Linked DNA regions of Sus scrofa: region 1 is linked to region 2. Evidence: chromatin contacts called from public HiChIP or PLAC-seq data. All regions are on one chromosome and are shown on one strand. The core of a region is the stretch at or near the end of the contact, and the rest is flanking DNA. Distances in the headings are between cores, read along the strand shown.

Region 1 (5,853 bases), core at 2,320-4,819, 280 kb after region 2:
AAACACAGGCAGCTGTCTTCAAAAATGTCAATGCCAAAGTCATGAGATACATAGGCTGACCCTCAAGAATTGTTCCAGAATAAAGGAGACTCAAGAGACAGTTTGATTCTAATGCAACACATAATCTTGGATTTCCTTTTGCTCTGAAGGGGCTACAGGTAAGATGTGAAAAAGACCTGCAGATTAGAGTGTTGTATCAACATTTCCTGTTCCTGATTTTTAATAATCATACTGCTGTTGTGTAAGAAAATGTCCTGGTTTTCATGAAATATACAACAAAGTATTTAGAGGTCAAAGTGTATCAAGTCTGCAACCTACCATTAACCTTTGCAGAGAAAAGTCATCACACACACAAATAGGAGCGAGGATAAAGCAAATGTCAACATGTGGGTAAAGACTATCTGGAAACTCTTTGGATTATTCTTGCAACTTTTCAATGAATCTGAAATAGTATCAAAAAATATTTTGAGAGCTAGGTATGCATATCCATAGAAATAGAGGTAAATTCCTATAGATTAAGTTCACAATGGCACTTTCCTTAAAAGCACAGAGACAAAATGAAGCAGGTCTGCCCTGCCTGGTATTAATACTGGTTTCCCCTGAATTTGCTCTCCTCACAGAGCTTCTGTTCCAGCACCCTGAAAAAGGCTGTTTTGCGGGATCTCTCAAGACTAGCTCATCAATCAAGCTTCACAGAAGAAGCAAAGACATAATCAAGCCTTCTTCACTGCAGATTTGTGCAGTTCTTCCCTTGGTGAAAGCCAAAGCATCCTGACACACTGAGTAGCTGATGATGGAATACATAATCCATACAGGAGTTTTTCACAAGAAACTAGGATAATATGGCCTTGGTCCAAAGTCTCCCCCCTAGTCTGTCTTACTATGGGTGGTGGGGGTCAGCTGGTCCCACACGTTTTCGTAACATTCCTCTGGTGCATTTGTAGATTTGCTTGGCTGAGGAGAATGCTCCCAGGTAGGTAGCTGGCTAAAGGGACTTGAAGGGTCAATAATTTCGTCATACACATCCTGTCTCTCTCTGGCTTTACAGCTTACAACTTCTCACGTATATTATTTTATTTCATCCTTTCCTTTAAAGTGATTTATAGAAAAAATATTAATGGCAGGGAGTTCCCATCATGGCTCAGTGGAAACGAATCAAACTAGCATTCATGAGGATGCAGGTTCGATCCCTGGCCTTGCTCAGTGCGTTAAATGATCCAGTGTTGCCCATGAGCTGTGGTGTAGGTCACAGATGAGGCTCAAGTTGCTGTGGCTGTGGTGTAGGCCGGCAGCTGTAGCTCTGATTCGACCCCCACCAGGGAACTTCCATATGTCTCAGGTGAGGCCTTAAAGCAAAACAAAACTAATGGCGGGAGTTCTCTGGTAGCCTAGCAGCCAAGGATCTGGTATGTCATTGCTGTGGCTCAGGTCACTGCTGTGGTGCAGGTTCAATCCCTGGCCAGGAACTCCTGTATCCCACAGGTGCAATAAAACAAAATATAAAACAAAAAATTAATGGCATTCAGTTTAACAGCAATACAAGAAAATATCCAGTTTCCAAAAGCAATGAGATATACTGTCTACTCCTGACTTTGAATCTAGCTGGGAGAAAGGACTTGTACCTGAGCAGATAAACACACTGAGATATCATAAGCCTTATGAAAAATAGGTAAGTAGCCTGTAGAATTAGCACAACTAATTCTACCACTGAACTCAATAGAAACAAAGGCTCTGCTTCCTCTTTGAATTTGTCCAGCATTCATTCCTTTAAGCCTTGTCCTCAGAGCAAACCCTCCCTGTAGCTGTAACTTTGGCTTATTACTTCAGAGGCTTGCTGACAAGACACCACAGAAACAAGGCCTTGTGGGCTCCATGGAAATGCCACATCACCCCTGGGACAGCTTCATGGTCTTCTGACACCAACCCTCCTACAGACCAATCACACTGATCTTCCCACGTGGGACCAACTTCCTTCAAAGAAACCAGTGAACTGAATCTTCCAGGAGTAAACATTTCAGCAAAGAACCCCCAAAACAAAGGCCCTAGCCTACATCCAAAGACAAAAAGTCCTGTTAGCCTGTTTTCCCAAAGACAAATTGGGTTTCATCCAAGGACAACCTATAGCTATTCTATGTTACCAACGCCAATCGCATCTAGATTCCAAAACAAACTCTGGAAAGCAAGTTCAGTTCTCACCTGCCAGAGATGAGAAAATAGAGAGCCAAAGTTAGCAACTGGCAGATGCAGAATTCACATCCTAGTCAGCCTGTTCAGTCTCCAACCCCACGGCCTGCCCTCAGTCCACACAATCTACTGAACAGAGATGAATCAGGCAGAATTTCACCGCAAAATTCAAACCACCTCCCCATCCCCTATTCCTTTGGTTTAGAGGCCCTAAGGGGCAGGTGGGAAATCAAATTCGCCTCTAATGCACTGCCCCAACCCAAAACACATTCAGTGGCAAAGCCAAAGACAAGAAGATGGGCTTTACAACTGCCCATACTTTTTTCTTACCCAGAGGACTATTTTCATGATCTGTCATTATGGATAAACTCGGAGCAGGAGGAACACATCATTATGTAATGTCAGAGGGCAGGCGACAAGGGGAGGGAGAGCAAAGCTCATCACCACTCCCTTCGCCCACAAAGACATAAATTAACCGTTGACGTTTTAAGTGTTTCAATCTTCTATGGCCTGCACATTCATGACTAGCTTTGCAAGAGAGGGTCTCAGATCCCTGAGGTTTCTCAGGCCTCAATTCCTTGACTAGCAAAGCCATAAAGAAACAAAATGTCAACAGCAAAGATGGCAGAAATGTTGTCAGGGGCTGTGGGCCGGCATTAAAGGGAAGAGTTTGAAGCATGGGGACCCAGGTGCATGTTTATTTTTACCCGGTTCTGTTTACACTCGAAACACCGCGAGGCCTTCAGCGTCTGGAGTCACTAGATCCAGCCCTGGAGACGCACCAAGACCAGCGCTGCGTCCCGCATCCCGGCTCCCCGCCGCCCGCGCCAGCACCGCACTCCCCTCAGCCCGAGGCGCCCGGGGCGTCATCCAGCTAGGGATCGCCAGGGTCGGGCTGTTCCCCGAGACGCCACCACCGGGGAACCGCTAGGCTGCACGATTTCCATGACAACCGCGGCGCCGTCCGCGTCCCGCGCGCCGGGTGTCTGGATGCGCGCCGCGCCCCGTTCCGCCCGAGAAGCATCCCGGTCCCCGGAGGCTCGTAGCCGCCGGTTCGGCCCCCCTCCCTCGCACCCGGCCCGGCCCGGTCCGGAGCACCTACCTGGCGCGTCCCGGCCCGCGGCGCCCACGCCCTGCCGCCCCGCCGTTCTCGGTCCCGCCGGGCCGCGCGCTCGAGTCCCGCAGCAGCAGCGCCGTCGCTCGGTCGCCACGTCGTGGACGGCGGCCTGGCTCCAAATACTGGTCCTCCTACCCCAGCCCGCGGCGCCCAGCCTAGCCGCGAACCCGTCGCCCGCGCTGCAGCCCCAGAGCCGCTGCTGCCGCCCCAGACCCGCTGCTGCCGCCGCCGCCACCGCCGCTGCTACCGCTCTGGAGGCCACGCCAGCCCCGCCCCGGCCCCGCCCCCTCACCGCGCATGCGCGTTCCTTGGGCCGCCCCCACGCCCGATCCCGGCCACCCCCACCCAGCTGGTCCTCCTCCGCGGCGGCTCACGCTGACTTCTCCCGCGTTCCTCTAACACCCACTTTCAGCTGTGACCGAATCGCCTGCAAAGAGTTCTTGAACTTCTGACTTAATAAGATCGTGGCATTTTCGCCATCACATATACTGAGGCTTCTAAGGCCCGGATGCATCCCCGAGGAAGAAGGCTGCTGGGAAAAGCGGCGAACAGGGAACTGCTCTGGCCATGTGTACCGGTGTCTGCGCGACTCCCTTGGGGCGGTCTTACACACTACCTTGGCAATGTTTAGGGGAACTAAACATTCAACCCAGAAACAAGCAAAAATTAAAATCGTACTTTAAAGATACAGATGAACAAAAAGAAGAGAGAAACCGCTACCCTCTCAGGCTGTCCTGGCATATTGTATAAAATCTACTTTGATAGACTCTCAAATATCAGCTCCTTAAACTTCCCTCCCAAAGTCCTATTTTTCCATAGAGGGGGAGAAACAGAATAGTCAGAAGTTTTGGAAGAAAAACTTCACTTTAATATGAAGGTTTAATAAACCTTAATATTTGTGCTTGAGCAAGGGTAAATACTGGGCTGAATATAACATTTACCTTCAGGTCTTTAAACTTTATCAGAAAAAAAAGTTCTCAAAATTTTTTAAATGTAAACGATTTTAATTGAGTAAACCAGAACATTTCTCAGTCGGACCTTACATCCTTCAGGTATAAAAACAGGCATTTATGATTTACTTTAAGAAGAAAAGACATTCACTAGTTAGAAATGAAACTTAAAAATTCTCTAATATCATAGAAATAAATTCGAGCTTCCCCACGTCATCAAAAACCAACAACGGTCTGCAATAAAAACAAGTAAATATAAAACTTTTTAAACTTTAATTTTTTTTTCTGACTTTTTATTTTATTCCTATGAGAAGTAATTTACTAACGGAACCATTTTTATTATTTCCTCAGATAAATGGAAAGAAATATTAACAGAAATAAGCCCAGTATAAAATTAAAGCCAAGAAAATCAAACTGGAAATGTGGAAATGTTTTTATAGTTTATTTTCTAAAATTAGAATGACCAACATACCTGGTTTAGCTGGGGCAAGCCCAGTTTACATCTTTTACTCAGCAAAATTATCAGTAGGGTCCCCTTCCAGTCTCAAAAGTGTTTTCAGAAATATTCAGACAATACATTTTATGGCCATGCTAACTTTAATCAAGCCATGAGAATTTTTAAATCATTAGTTTTAAATTTAAATTCACAAACATTTAAAAATAGGCAGTCTAAGTTCAACTGTTCATTTAGCATAGTAACAAACAGTGAATTAAGATCAGGCTTCCAATAACATTTGTACTTTACTGCTGTGTGATTCAGGATAATCTTACAAAGATTAATCATATTTTCAGTGTGACAAGGAACAAGCCCCAATTTCACCGCAGAGTGAACATTATCAAGAGAAAAAGGAGCAAATTTTGTTAGTAAATATGGTGCTATGCATTCCCCAGGCATCACAACATGAAAGAAGAAAGTATCCTAGAGGTGTGCCTGTGGGAAAATATATGCATCCTTTAGCTACTCTCAACATGTGGTACCCGAATAGCAGCACTAATGTCCTTTCAGAACTTGCTAGAAAAGCAAATTCCCCAAATGTTGACTTACTAGATGTGCTGAATCAGACACTCAAAGTGGGCCCAAGCAATTTGTATTTTAATAAGCCCTCCGGGGATTCTGATAAACCTGTGAAACTAGATAACCTATATACAATAAGTAAGCTGATTGAGATAAGCTATATTTTGATAATTAAGAGCTGAGTGCTATTTTGGGGACTAGAACCAACAAACATGAGAATTTCTTTTGGGGGCCATCAAATACGACATATTTATGTTTACATGTGTTTTCACTAGAGAATATATGGAGTCTTGAAAATCAACAGCCCTGCTGCCACAGCAGCTGTAAAAACCATAGCCTCACAGCCACTGCAAGGGCAAAAAAGGATTTGGAGTACTTCATAAAGCCCTATCCCCAGAGAATTGTCACTATTTGACTGGTCTGGCAGCTTGCTAGAAAAGCTCCATTCTCAGGGCTTGTCTTTAATTGACCTGACTCAGTGCTTATTTTGGTGCACATGGCCCTATCCACAGGGCATTTGCTGAAAGCAATCAGTAGTAATTATTAGTAGTGCAGGTGCCTAAGGTGGTAATATGAGGTGGAGCTAG
Region 2 (6,462 bases), core at 574-3,073:
CTCAGTGGGTTAACGATCCGGCGTTGCCGTGAGCTGTGGTGTAGGTTGCAGACGCGGCTTGGATCCCGCGTTGCTGTGGCTCTGGCGTAGGCCGGTGGCTACAGCTCCGATTGGACCCCTAGCCTGGGAACCTCCATATGCCGTGGGAGCGGCCCAAGAAATAGCAACAACAATAACAACAACAAAAAAGACAAAAGACAAAAAAATAAAATAAAATAAAATAAAATAGGAAGCAAAATCAAAGCAATGAGCAAATGTTTGCTAAGGGCCTCTGGTAGAGGTATGTAGATGGGATGTACAGTAGCAGTGATCAAATATTTGTTGGATGGTCATAAGACACATTGTTTTTTCTTCCAGGAAAAAAAGCACAGCAACTTTCTAGCTGGTGTTAGTGACAGAAGGACGCCTCTCACCTTGAGTAATTTATTATAACGTTGCTTTCTATTCAGCAATCTTCAGTATTTTCCTCTTTCCAAAGCCTGAGATCCAAACTCTCCTGCAGAGGGTTCAGAACCTGCCATGTTTCCCATGATGCTCCTCTTTACTCCCCCTGCCTGGGTACCATGAACGCTGTGTGACACAAACTCTCTTTGTGTCTCTGCTCCTCCTTCTCTTGTAATGCTTGTTTCCTTTTCCTCAATATCTGCCCAAACCCTACACCCATTCTTTAAGGCTCAGAGAAAAGTTCTCCTTCATCCTGTCAAAGAATGCAGGCAGTGGCTCCCGTGTGCCTCCCACACAGTGGTGAGTAAGTGGTCCCCAACCTCAGGCACTGTAACAGCTGAGTGGACAAGGCAGATAAATCATCAGACAATTATATTGGTGCTGCCCAGCTTTTTTCACTAAATAAAACACAGTGAAAATGCTCATATTCAAAAAGTAGCATTCTGCTTTTCTTTACATTCATATGGATTTTAGGAAATGAGTGCTTTTTCTCCCTGGAGAAATAACCTACAGACAAAAAAAGAAGTAGCACTACATTGAGAAATCTGCAAATCCCAAAAGTCATCAGCTCGAAGACAACCCCCAGGAATAAGGAAGAAAATAAGTGTCACCAGAGACCAGCCAAGTACATGTAAGGACAGCAAGCTGGAGTGATGACCGTTTCAATGACACCGACCCTGACAGTAGGTACCCTTTCTCCCTCTGCCCCCACTGGCACTTAAAGGGGTGATTTTCGGTCTATGGTCAGAGAACTATTCAAGTGAGGAGTTCCCACTGTGGTGCCACGGGATATGTGGCATCTTGGGAGTGCTGGGACACAGGTTCACTCCCCCGCCCAGCACAGTGGGTTAAGGATCTGGCGTTGAGGCATCTATGGCTTAGGTCACAACTGGGGCTCAAATCTGTTCCCAGGTCTGGGAACGCCATACAGTACGGGGCAGCCAAAAAAAAAAAAAAAAAAAAAAAAAACCTCTTCAAATGACACAAATTGCTTTGAGGAGAGGTACCAGGAGAAAAGTTCAGTAAGAATAAGAATTGTGGAGTTCCCGTCATGGCTCCGTGCAAATGAATCTGACTAGTATCCATGAGGATGCAGGTTCGATCCCTGGCCTTGCTCAGTGGGTTAGGGATCTGGTGGTGTGTGGTGTAGGTCGCAGACATGGTTGGATCTGGCATTGCTGTGGCTGTGGTGTAGGCTGGCAGCTGTAGCTCTGATTTAACCCCTAGCCTGGGAAACTCCATATGCTGAGGGAGTGGCCCTAAAAAGACAAAAAAAAAAAAAAAAAAAAAAAAAAAGAATAAGAATCACAGTGCCCCCAGGCTGCAGGCCGTAGGAGGGTTTAAGCTTCCCCAGATCTGACCCAACCAATCCAAAGGCTAAGAGGCACTGAAGCTTGCCCTTCCTCTTGGAAGCTCAGGGCAATGCTACAGTGCAATAAATCACCTCTAAGAGTAGGAACAACATCACTATTTGAAAGAAAAGACTTCTCTTTCCTAGTGACAGTATTGTGATGGGACATGTGAACAGTTTCGCTTAAGAGTAATGTGAATGTAAAAGGTGTTTTCTAGAGTTTTAGTCCCACCAGAATGGAAAGATCTGATAGGCTCCATTCCCTCTTGTTTCCAGAAAGCTTTGGTTTCACTTTCAAGAATGCCTAACTATTTTATTCTGACACAGGTTTGGTTATTTACCCATTGTCTCCAGCTTCCTGTGCTGCTGCGTTTCTATCCTCTGCTGTGTGATGCTGGAGCTGGGAGCAAGCTAGCTACAGTTGCTTGGCTTCCTGGAGCGGGCTTTCTGTTAGTATCTGCCAATAGGAAGCAATGGCTGGAGATTAGAAGGCAGAGGAAGGAGAGAAGCTTCCTGCTTCTGCCTCTAACACTGTGGCAGTTGCTGGAAGTTACTGGCAACAGCAAGTTGTTACTGCAACAAGGCACAGCTGCAAGAGCAGTGGGCGTGGCATGATTCCAGTGTCTATCCACCCAGGCTAAGGCAGCGTCTTTTCGGGGCTCCAGACCAATAGCAACAGTTCTCCAATAGTGCAGCAGCAGATGCAAGCTCCAGGGGTCCACCTGGAGGGGGGGAGGGGCACCAGCAGCCTCTCTGATCCTTGGGTATCCATCCTCTTTGCTTTTTCTGCCCCTTCTTTTTTCATTCAGCCCTTCCAACAATTTGCAATCAATCTCCTGTGTGATAGTCCCTCCATCCAAAATACCCAGAATAGTTTTCTTATCTTTTTTCATTTCTTTTTTTGGCTGCCCCACGACATATGGAATTCCCGGGACCAGGCATCAGATCCCAGCTGCAGGTGCAACCCACACTACAGCTGTGGCAATGCCAGATCCCTAACCTACTGTGCCCAGCTGGGGATTGAACCTGCAACTCAGTGCTCCAGAGATGCTGCCAATCCCATTGTGCCACAGCAGGAACCCCTTCCCTTTGCTTCCCTTCCTTCTATTGTTCTTTTCTTTTTTCTTTCCTTTTCCCTGTCTGGTCCCTGGCTAATACAGACACTTACTTGTAGGGTTGTGCTCAGTTGTTCCAAAAGAGGGTTAAGAAATACTAGGGCTTGGAAAAAAATGACACAGATTATATTATCCTGGCACCCCCTAACTCCCAGTAGTCTAATATGTGGCAGTCATTGTCATGGGTGTATTATTTAAGTAAATGTTTTTGATCCTGTTTTTGTTTGTTTGTTTGTTTTTTGTTTTTTGTCCTTTCTAGGGCCGCTTCCCGCGGCATATGGACGTTCCCAGGCTAGGGGTCTAATTGGAGCTATAGCCGCTGGCCGATGCCAGAGCCACAGCAACTCGGGATCCGAGCCGAGTCTGCAACCTACACCACAGCTCACGGCAATGCTGGATCCTTAACCCACTGAGCAAGAACAGGGATCGAACCCACCTCATGGTTCCTAGTTGGATTCATTAACCACTGCACCATGACGGGAACTCCTGATCCTGTTTGAAACGTATTGATGGAGTAGCACAGTTGATCTGCTCAAATTGGTTTCATGCATGGGTGTATTTCAGATGCAGGGCTGTGGATCCAGCATCTTTTCAAGTATCACATTCACAAAGGAAGAAAAAAAAAATTCCCAAGGCTCTGCGATTCTCTGGCACACAGTTCTCATCCATCCTGCCTTTGGAGTATACATTGAATAGAATGAAACCAGTGAGTTGGGTTTAACAGTGTGGCTAAGTCATTTAGAAGGAAAGCCTCCTGAACTTCCTACTACGTGGCACTACTGAGGGCATCTGTTCCCAGTTAGGTAGTTGAATTCCCTTTTGGGATTGTCTTGAAAACACTTTTTTTTTTTTTTTTTTTTGCAGTGTCCTATACACATATATAAACACCATTGGCCACAACACTTCAGTGTGGTAAGGTCTTATGATTCCATAATCATGTAACCACACAGCCTGGCTTTTGTCTGAACAAACTGATAGTTGCATCTACCCAACAGTGTGAACATGAATGAATAGGAAAGGCATTTAAAGGCTTTTTTTTTTTTTTTTTTTTTTTTTTTGCTGCATCCTTGGCATGCAGAAGTTCCCAGGCCAGGGATTGAACCCAAACCACAGCAGTGACAATACTGGATCCTTAATCACTAGGCCACCAGGGAACTCCCAGAAAGTCATCTTTCAACGATTCTCTCACAAAGAGATGAGTAAGGTATGGGGAGAAACTGTGAAAAAGAGAGAATAATTTAGCCCTTGGGGTTCCTACTGTGGCACAATGGGATTGATGGTGTCTTGGGAGCACTGGGACGCAGGTTCGATCCCTTGCCCAGCACAGTGGGTTAAGAATCCAATGTTGTTGCTACAGCTGTGGCTTAGGTTGCAATTACAGCTCGGATCTGATTCCTGGCCCAGGAACTGCACATGCCAAGGGGCAGCCAAAAAAGGAAAAAATGATAATGTATCTCTCTGCTGCCCTTCATCTGGATAAACCTTTGTGTCCACCTAGAGTTAAAAATTAAATGTAGTAGCTGGTTCTATTTGAATTCTCCCATTAATTTCCTGGACTTCCTGTACCTTGTCTGTTACACAACAGAAATACTGTGTACATGGTGTCTGAAACACTCTGCAGCTAACAAAGAGTTAATAAGCTCTTACCTCCATGGTTCTAGTTCAACTACAGCCTCTAGACCAAAAGGATAGATCTCACTGTTTATCAAGTAAAATGGGAAGGCTTCTTTTGCCTCTCTGGGAGTCATTTTTTAAAAGCTGGGAAGAAGCTCCTGAGGCATTTCTTCTTGAAGCCTTTACAATTGAAAAAAACAACGCCACTGGAGCCAGTAGCCAAGAAACCAGAATCAGCATTTATCCACACTCATAAATGATGCAAGTTTGATTGTTCATGCATGGAGGGGACCACAGCAGAAAAGAATGAAAGATGCTGTGTTTGATTTCATAGTTCCTAGAAGTTGATTGCTCTAGGTATAGCCCCACCAACAACTACTCCCCATCAAAGTGACAAAAGGAAAAGATTCGCTTCCAGTTTGTACCCTGCTTTTAGGTCAGACATCACACCTAGGAGCCTTCCCCACCCTGAGAGTCTGATTGAGGGTCTCATCCTATCACCTGTCCTGGTACCATGAACTTATGGCATTGTCCTGTGATCTAATCCCTTACCCACCTCTCCCATGAGTCTATGAGCACCCCGTGGATAGGCACTGACTACCTCAGCACATCGTAGGCACTCAGAATATGTTTGTGCAAACAATAGCCACCATGTTGCAGTTTTGTTGGGAACAGAATACAGAGTGGTGTAGTAACAGGTGGAATTTCTTGCCTAAGTACTTCTTGCCTAAGAACCCCACCCCCACCCCCAACCCCGGCTTCCCCTGATTGTGTGAATTTAACAGCCAGGAAAAGATGGAAAGAGAAGCTACAGTAGAGCAGACCCAACAAGGGAATAACAGAGATAGAGAATCACCATGGAAAAGATAAAAAGGAGACAAACTAGGTGGAACTCAGTAGGGTCTGGCACACCTTTGATTTTTTATGAAACAAGTCCCATGGATGTAGTTGGAAAATCCAGGATGGTGTACTCTGCAAAGTGAGGGTGAATGATCAGTCCCTTCCAGCCCATACCCTGGCATTGATCCCATGCTATTCCAATTTCTTAGGACAACGAACTGAAGTCCAGACTTTCCAAAACTAAAATGTGACTGGTTTGTGACAAGTTTAAATGTATCACCAGATTCTTCCAAAACCTGCTCTTCTGCTGCCAGATGGGGTAGCCACAACCTATCAAGAAAGCCCCCAAAGGAAGGCAGTTGTGTTTCTCCTGCTTTTTGTCTTTTGTTGCCAGTAGGCCACAACCCTTGTCCAGAGGGAATTTGCCGTCTTCCTGAATAAGCCCATTGAGTGGGTAGTTGAAGCTTGTCCTTTGCAGCTTTCCTTTCTCTCTGATATATGCCTCTGCTTATAGAATACTGGTGAATGCTTTCCTTTCCTTCCCTCACTGAGAGGGAAAAAGAAATGGAGAGAAGCACATCTTTGGGTTTTGTTGTTGCTGTTGTGGGGGTGGCTGCACCTGTGGCATATGGAGGTTCCCAGACTAGGGGTCTAATCAGAGCTGTAGCTGCCGGCCTACACCACAGCCACAGCAATGCGGGATCCGAGCTGTGTCTGCAACCTACACCACTGTTCATGGCAACACCGGATCCTTAACCCACTGAGCGAGGCCAGGGATTGAACCTGCATCTTCATGGATACCAGTTGGGTTCGTTACTGCTGAGCCGCTCAACAAGATTTTGTCAATTGCTGAAGGTGTAGGCAGATAGGTATTGTAGAATGGGGCAGGAACTCTGGAGTCAAACAGACCTGGGTTGAATTCTGGTTGGATCATTGACTAGTGACTAAATTACTATTTGTGTCAGTATTTTATTACTATTTGTACTATTCATCTCTTAAGGCCTCCAGTTTCTCCTCTAGAATAGGGATAGTGGCTACATGGGCTATTGGGTCTTTTGGCCAATCTTGTGGATGTGGCTTTGTCAAAGGTAGTGCTTT

What was found. HiChIP or PLAC-seq counts read pairs in DNA pulled down with a chosen protein or histone mark.
Region 1: an H3K27ac HiChIP or PLAC-seq map of alveolar macrophages shows a contact between it and region 2. The contact joins two enhancer-like sites. A contact is called at or near these places in 1 of 5 promoter capture datasets (fetal liver), 2 of 47 Hi-C or Micro-C datasets (fetal liver and psoas muscle) and 1 of 2 datasets of contacts at active chromatin or transcription factors (alveolar macrophages).

What each region holds. Positions count from the first base shown.
Region 1 is chr3:55,830,817-55,836,669 of Sscrofa11.1, forward strand. No RefSeq gene overlaps it. Among named protein-coding and RNA genes, the nearest start is that of INPP4A, 73 kb to the left of the region's middle. Within about 2 kb of position 3,570, at least 60 of the 83 cell types and tissues checked have an H3K27ac peak or open chromatin away from gene starts, as enhancers often do. A contact at or near this core is called in alveolar macrophages and fetal liver, where this site is marked.
Region 2 is chr3:55,552,573-55,559,034 of Sscrofa11.1, forward strand. LOC110259978 (a long non-coding RNA gene) reads left to right here. Exons shown (of 5, transcript XR_002342531.1): 4 at 919-1,127; 5 at 2,123-2,721. Among named protein-coding and RNA genes, the nearest start is that of MGAT4A, 9.1 kb to the right of the region's middle. Within about 2 kb of position 1,824, at least 38 of the 83 cell types and tissues checked have an H3K27ac peak or open chromatin away from gene starts, as enhancers often do. A contact at or near this core is called in alveolar macrophages and fetal liver, where this site is marked.